2 separate regions of the Mus musculus genome follow, and region 2 is linked to region 1. The links are chromatin contacts, called in public Hi-C maps. All regions are on one chromosome and are shown on one strand. The core of a region is the stretch at or near the end of the contact, and the rest is flanking DNA. Distances in the headings are between cores, read along the strand shown. Region 1 overlaps Fam20a (family with sequence similarity 20, member A). Region 2 has its middle 19 kb from the start of Gm42093.

Region 1 (3,402 bases), core at 607-3,106:
CGGGATCCACTGAACCTCATCTTTATCCTTGGGTGGAGGTCACTGCTTTTACGGTGCACTGGCTGGGGCTCTCTCTTCCCAACGAGCTCTGGCTCCATCAGGACTGCAGATTATCTTCTGAGCACACTGTGAAACCTGGATCTGGACCAGGCTTGGAAGGTTTGGAAGCTCTGTTCCCAGGAGCGGTTTTTATTCTACCATATCAAATAAAGGGACATCAAGCGGATAACTGGCTTTCTCCAAGTCCTTACTGTATATGCAGGTACAGTACACACACACCAAAAAAGTCACTTTTTTTATACTGACATTCTGGTCCCTAACACTATCTGAATACAATAATCTCAGCCAGGTCACTCCCAGAAATACTAAGGGTAAGACTGCTCAGTTAGGGGGCACACTCCAATCTGAAGAATATTATCAACTGAGGAATTGGCAACCGAGAGCCGTGTGGCTCGCAAGTGGGTGGGGTGCTTGCCTCTCAGGTTCAACCCCCCAGCATCACACATCCGGTAACGCCAGCACTCAGGAGAAGCTGAAGTTCAGAGACACTCTTGAGCTACACAGGGAATTCGAGGCTAGCCTGGGCTGCGTGAGGAAGTGACACCATGTATGTCAAAACCAAGAGCCAGACACAAAAGGGGGAGCTGGTGGAAGATTAGGGTCGCATGGCTTCATCAGATCAAATCACTTTATTGTCTGATAAAAGCCAGAGGATCAAAAAATATGGAGGGGAGGAAGAAAAGACATCACTACAAGGGACAAATCCAGAACCAGCAATGTCACTCAGACTTGTGCATATGTCCAAGGACAGACAGGATGACTGAGAACAGGTAGTATTGTTTTGGTCTTCTGAGATTGGAGTTCATGTACACCAGGCTGGCCCTGAATTCTTGATTCTCCCGCCTCTACTTCCCAAGTGCCTGGATTAAGGCACGAGTCACCATGCTGGTCTTGTAGTGGATGGTTCTGATTCATCCTAGCACCCCACGTTATGGGCACACAACCCCAGAACCCAGTTTGCGAAATAACCTTGCCTCTATTCACCCTAGAGCCTTGCCAGTCCCAGACACTACCCTGCAAGACATAGGTCTGCAACCCTCACGAGCATGCCCCTCCTCCAATGTGTAAGGATGAGAACTATAGCTCTCAAGAGACAAAACCACATCATCTTGTGGTTTAGACTTCTTCCAAAATGTATAGCATCACACCCATTTGTGAAGTCAAATTTGCTGGGTGCTGTGACTCATTCCAGCAAATCCCCACCCTTGAGTGGCTGAAACAAAGAGTGTAGAGTTGAAGGCTGGGCTGGGCTGGGCTGGGCTGGGCTACAGGAGAAAAAACAGCAAAGTCAACTCTTTACCAGAGAAAACTGGTTCTAAAGACTTCCCTCTCAAGAAGGCCCTTTTGTGAGGCGCAGCTTCCTGCAGCAACATCAACTGTTTCTTCTCTTCTCCCATGTCTGGGAAGCACAAGGAAGCCACACTGAAGATTGGGGGCTGGGGGGGACAGGCACTGTCAGATCAAAGAAAGGATGGTTTGGGGCTCTCAGCCAGCCTGGCTCGGGCGAGCTGCAGTCCATCTCCAACATGGCCTCCCTGATGCAGACCAGTCTCTCGAGACTCTGAAATCTGCTTTACATTTCAAAACCAAAGTAACTCGGCTTGATTCTATGATGGATAACTATATAGGCTACTTTTAACTATCTGTTTTTCTAACAACAACAACATAAAGCTAAGAGCAGCATTTTTCAAAAGCACCAGAAGACAAAAACATTCCATTCTCAGAGTGTGGAGTTCTTACAGCTTACGCACTCTGAATCATTGCTCAACTTCCCATGGGGAAAAAAAATATTCTGAGTCTATGTGAAAACTTTCCATGTTACCACTGGCAAGCAAATAAAAAAACCAAGACTGTGTGAACTGGTAGGGATCAGTTTGGAGGGATATGCCACAGCATTCTCCAAATGCTGGACCTATCTAAGGATAAGTCAATTCTCTTATAGGGAGCAATTCTGTCCTATTAAACTCCTGGCCTCTTAACTGGTAAATTATTACTGCCCCTAGGAGAAGTATGAGGTCAGGTTCTTAGGATTCTCTAGTCTAACTTCACTGACCCATTACTACAGAATCTCATCTTGTGTGGTAAAGATCATGTCTTTACATTGCTGGTTCTTTAACACTGCATCTGTCTACTGCTGCACGTTCACAGTAAGAGACAGCTTTCTCAAACTCAGGAACGCGAGTCAGCCCATGAGCACTATCCTGGGAGGCCTTCTAAATACCGAGTGACCTCATCAACAGCAGGCACGAGGGCCCCCACACAAGCGTGGTGCAGGAGGCCCCCAGGTGACATGGCCACAGATGAGGTGAGGCAGACCTCACTCAGCCTCGGGTGGGAAGGCAAGGGATAATCACGTTTTTCTCTGCGAGTGCAGCTCAGGTCCCAGAGGGCTTCTGGTGTGGCAGTCTCGGGGTCACACTTACATTGTACCAAGTAGGGAGACACGCAAATGCAGGATCTGCAGACTGAGAAACAGCTGCGACTCATCTGAGGTTGGCAAAGCTGAGCATAAAGAAAAAGCTCTCCATCTAGTGGTGACTTTTTTAAAATCACAAAGCTACTTCTTGTTCTTACAGGGACTCATGATGATGTCACAGTTCTAAAGTTATGCCAAGAAACAAATTTTAGCTGTGTATGTACACAAAAATGATGGTTTCTACAGAAATACCCCAAATGTAAGAAGGGAGAGATTTGTGTTTCCCCTTGGCAGATGTGATGGAGGGCAAATTAAATGGTTAGCATGGTTTTGGTCCACCCGGAAGTGCACTGGCAGGGCTTTGCCAAAGTTCACAAAGGGTCCAAATCTTTGAGGTTGGAGACAAAGTGACGCCACTGCCATTGTGCTAATTCAATTTCAGAATGTCAACACAACAGTAAACTGCATCCTGGGCCAAGTTTTAAAAGAAGGACATGCAGCTGGTGAGAGGAAGGGACTTCTGAACCTGGCCAGGCAGAGCTTAAGCAGCAGAACTCAGCCACTCTCCAGCACTAACTCCAGCTTCCCTGCGTGTGAAGATCCCAGTTATCACCAGAGTAACTCATGTGCTCACTCTTCAAACTCCAGGAAGAAACAGAAACAAATCTTGATGTGTAAGATCCTCAAGCAGCTACAGGTGGATCTTGTAAAACCAGGAGTCCAATCCAGTCTGTGAAGCCCTAAGGCACACAGACAGGTCTGTCCTGTGAAAACAACGCCATGGCTTTGGACAGAACCTTCCCCTTCCAGAGCTTGTTAGTGAGTCTGTCCCACACCCATAAAAGCAAGGTTTTGAAATCCACCCTTTGACAAACTGAATTGGAATGTATTTTAAAAAAAAATAAATACATTACTTTTTCAAAATT
Region 2 (3,340 bases), core at 34-2,533, 83 kb before region 1:
TCAGTGTTGTTATGGCATCCATAAACACATGTGTGTTTGTGTGTGTGTGTGTGTTTGCATTGCACACTTGTATGAATAAGTGTAAAGGCCAGAAGTCAATATCATGTGTCTTCCTCAAATCTCTGCCTATCTTATATCTTGAAACAGGGTGTCTCATTGAATCCAGAGGTCACAGATTCAAGCCAGCACAGAAACACCCCAAGGCCTTCTAAATATCTAGCTCCCCTCTCTCTCCCTACAGCACTGGGATGGCACATGCCACTACATCGGGATTTTAACCTGGGTTCTGAGGATCAAAAGGCAGATCTTCCTGAGTGTGTGACAAGCACTTTACTGACAAAGCCATCTCTCCAGTCCCCACGTCCACTTTGATAGCCATGTCTCTTAGTTCATCATAGAGTAGCAGAGCACAGGTAAAGAAGAAAGCAGAGAATATATTCTTTTCCTGACTCTTATATCTTCAAAGCTAATGATGTCAGAGACCAGGAAAGAGTTAACATCTTCAATAATGTATTACCTGGAAAACACCTTTAATAAGAAAGAGTAAGACCATGAAGGAGTTATAGCAAGAGGAACAAGGAAGTCTGTGGTGTCATGTTTAGGCTAACCAGGGAAGATCAAATGGGAGGGGCAGATGTCTTATCCCACACCCATAAACAGGATTATGTTCCTAAAACTTAAAAAGAATCCGAGCACCGGAAGAAACTTCATATTATCTGAGATTAAGCTTTTCCACCTTCATTAAACAGGAGTTAGACTGAATTTCAAAATGTCAGAAGTTGTTTTTCTTGTACACTTAAGCTCTTGGGCTAAGTGAGATTCACTCGTGTGACAATGCCCACCATTGAATGCAGAGCGACAGGGCTCCAGACTAAGACAGGATAGAAAGGAAGAGGTTAGAAACAACAAGCCAAGGGGACAGACAGGCCATGTCCCAATGCCAAGTGAGCTCAGATGAAAGAGCAGTTTGTCTCTTTACAGACAGCAGGGACGTCAACAATTTCGAAAGACTTCTGAAGGAAAGGCCCAAGATGTTCCACAATGTTCAAAGGCGATTTACAGCCACAGGCACAGCCCTAAAGCCAGCTTCTCTCCAAGTGTTTGGGGGTTTGTTTCCCTGAAAAGTAAGGCCATGGTTGTGCGCCCCAGGAACTGGATGCTGTGGTTCATTTTGCTCTTAGCCAAAAAATAAAAGAAGAAGGGAGAGCTCCAAGGTTGGGTCCACACCGAGTCCCCTTTGAATGCCAAGTGTCTTGTTTCTTTGCTACAAGTTGGAGCCCAGCCTCATGCACACAGGCACTCAATGGATGCCTTGGAGACGGGGCAAGGGGAGGAAGCATAAGAGAGGTGCATCCTGCATTCATAAAAGGCTCTTGACCTTTCTTTCCAAAACCAAGGCTCAGCAGAAAGAGCAGTGCCTGGGCTCTTGTTAAAAATGCTGTGTTTAGGGGCCTGCCCTAGTTTGGTTTCTATGGCTGTCGTAAAATTACTCTGGCTAAAAAACAATTTGAAAGGAAAATGGCTGCATTTAGCTCACAATTCCAGGTTACAGTCTATCAGTGTAGGGAACCTACAAGGGTGAGAGCTTGAGGCAGCTGGTCGCATCACATCCACAGACAAGAACAGAGAGAACTAACTGCATGTATGCAGGCTACTTGTGCTCAGCTCAATTTCCCCTACTCATTTGTTTCATAACCCGCCCCCTGCCTAGGGAATGGTGCTCCCTATACTGGCCTGGGTCTTCTCACATCAATTAACTTAATTAAGAGAGTACCCCACAGACATACTCACAGGCATCCCAGGGTAGACAACCCCTCACTGAGGTGCTCCTCCCAGGTGATTGATTCTACGTTGAATCAAGATGGCCATTAAAGGTAATCGTTCAAGATGCCAAACCAGGTTCACTGAATTAAAAAGTTTCAAGCTCACACAAGGTCCCCCGTGTGCTTCAGAAAGCTCAAAACAGCACGAGAAACTCTGCTCGATGGAACCAGAGTCAGGTTTCTGAACAAAGTAGGAGATTCCCTCAGTAGCCCAATGAGAAATATTCCTCCTTCAGGGAATGCTTGTAATGACTCAACTCTCAGGGAAAGAGAGCAGACGCTGGGATTAGTTGGGCTGACTTGGGTGTATTATAAAGATTTAGATCTCAGGACTGCAGAGACAGCCCAATAAATAAAGTGCTTGCCGTGCAATCATGAGGATCCAAGGTCAACACCCAGAATCTACATAAAAATGCAGATGTGAAGTGTGCACACAGAAACGGAAAAGATCTCTGGGCTTACTAGCCACCCAGCCCATTCTAATCAGTGAGCTCAGGGGCAGAAAAGGTGGATGGCACCTGAGAAATGACCCGAGATGTTAACTCTGCTCTCCACACAAACAAGCACACATGTATGCGTACATGCACAGTAAATACACACAGAGAGACTGGATCTTCACAGACTCGCTCTGAAGCCATAAGCAATGTTGTATCTGGACCTGAAATTTTTTCGTCTGTTATAATAGGACAATGATGATGGCAACCGATTAAGTTGGCAGTGTGGTTGTAAGCTTAGATGATTCGAAATGCATAAAATGTTTAGAATGGGGACAACTCTATAAGCCCTAAAGAATGTTAGCGACTGGCACTTTTTAACTAATTGATGTGTGTGTGTGTTTGTGTGTGTGTGTGCATGTATGTACATGTATGTGTTTGCATGTCTGTGTGTGTGTTTTTTTCTATGTGTGTGAAGGTCAGAAGATAACTCTCAGAAGTCAGTTCTCCCGTTCTACCATGGGGCTTCCAGGGATCTAATTCAGGTCATCCAACTTAGCAGCAAGCCTTTCTACCCACTGAACCATCTACCCTCTGTCCCTGGTATGTGGTATTTTTTTAAGGGGATAGTTTTGATGCTTTGTATGCCAGACAGAAATCCTGAAATCATTTTGGAGACTCCTTCCCCATCCTTCCTTCCCAGCTGAAGACCTAAGGATGATTTTAAACCCTCCTGATAGGCCTGTGTTAAGTCATGAGCCATGAAAAAAATACTAGGAAAAAGTGGAATAAATCAGTATTTCCCAGACTTTATCCCTTCCAGAAGCACCATGTGCATTCTTTCCTAGCCATACCAATATACAACCCTTATGTGCTATTTTTATTTAAATCAATCTACAATGAACTTGACTTTTTACAAATCACATCCTAAAGCCATAAATAACATCTATAAAGTCAAAAGTTCAATGCCACGGGTCGTAATTTTTTTCTACTGCACAGTGAAGCCATAACGGTGAGAATAAATATGTTCACACATACATAAAAAGGTTGCAAGAGCTCCAGGCCGTCTCTTGCTTCCTGGGT

Evidence for each region. A called contact is a pair of places that touch in the nucleus more often than the background predicts.
Region 2: a Hi-C map of uterus shows a contact between it and region 1, with 2.7 times the contacts expected there. The contact joins two enhancer-like sites. A contact is called at or near these places in 7 of 39 promoter capture datasets (the HPC-7 cell line, embryonic stem cells, epiblast stem cells and 3 more), 2 of 15 datasets of contacts at CTCF or cohesin (CD8 T cells and the NIH/3T3 cell line), 5 of 484 Hi-C or Micro-C datasets (ECoMG-derived neutrophils, Th1 cells, astrocytes and 2 more), 9 of 115 datasets of contacts at active chromatin or transcription factors (CD8 T cells, T-cell acute lymphoblastic leukemia, Th17 cells and 6 more) and 3 of 9 other capture datasets (adipose tissue, liver and pancreatic islet).

The regions. Positions count from the first base shown.
Region 1 is chr11:109,669,750-109,673,151 of GRCm38.p6, reverse strand. Fam20a (family with sequence similarity 20, member A) reads left to right here. Exons shown (of 11, transcript NM_153782.2): 11 at 1-226. Among named protein-coding and RNA genes, the nearest start is that of Gm39443, 17 kb to the right of the region's middle. Within about 2 kb of position 1,856, at least 158 of the 459 cell types and tissues checked have an H3K27ac peak or open chromatin away from gene starts, as enhancers often do. A contact at or near this core is called in adipose tissue and uterus, where this site is marked.
Region 2 is chr11:109,752,119-109,755,458 of GRCm38.p6, reverse strand. No RefSeq gene overlaps it. Among named protein-coding and RNA genes, the nearest start is that of Gm42093, 19 kb to the right of the region's middle. Within about 2 kb of position 1,283, at least 25 of the 459 cell types and tissues checked have an H3K27ac peak or open chromatin away from gene starts, as enhancers often do. A contact at or near this core is called in adipose tissue and uterus, where this site is marked.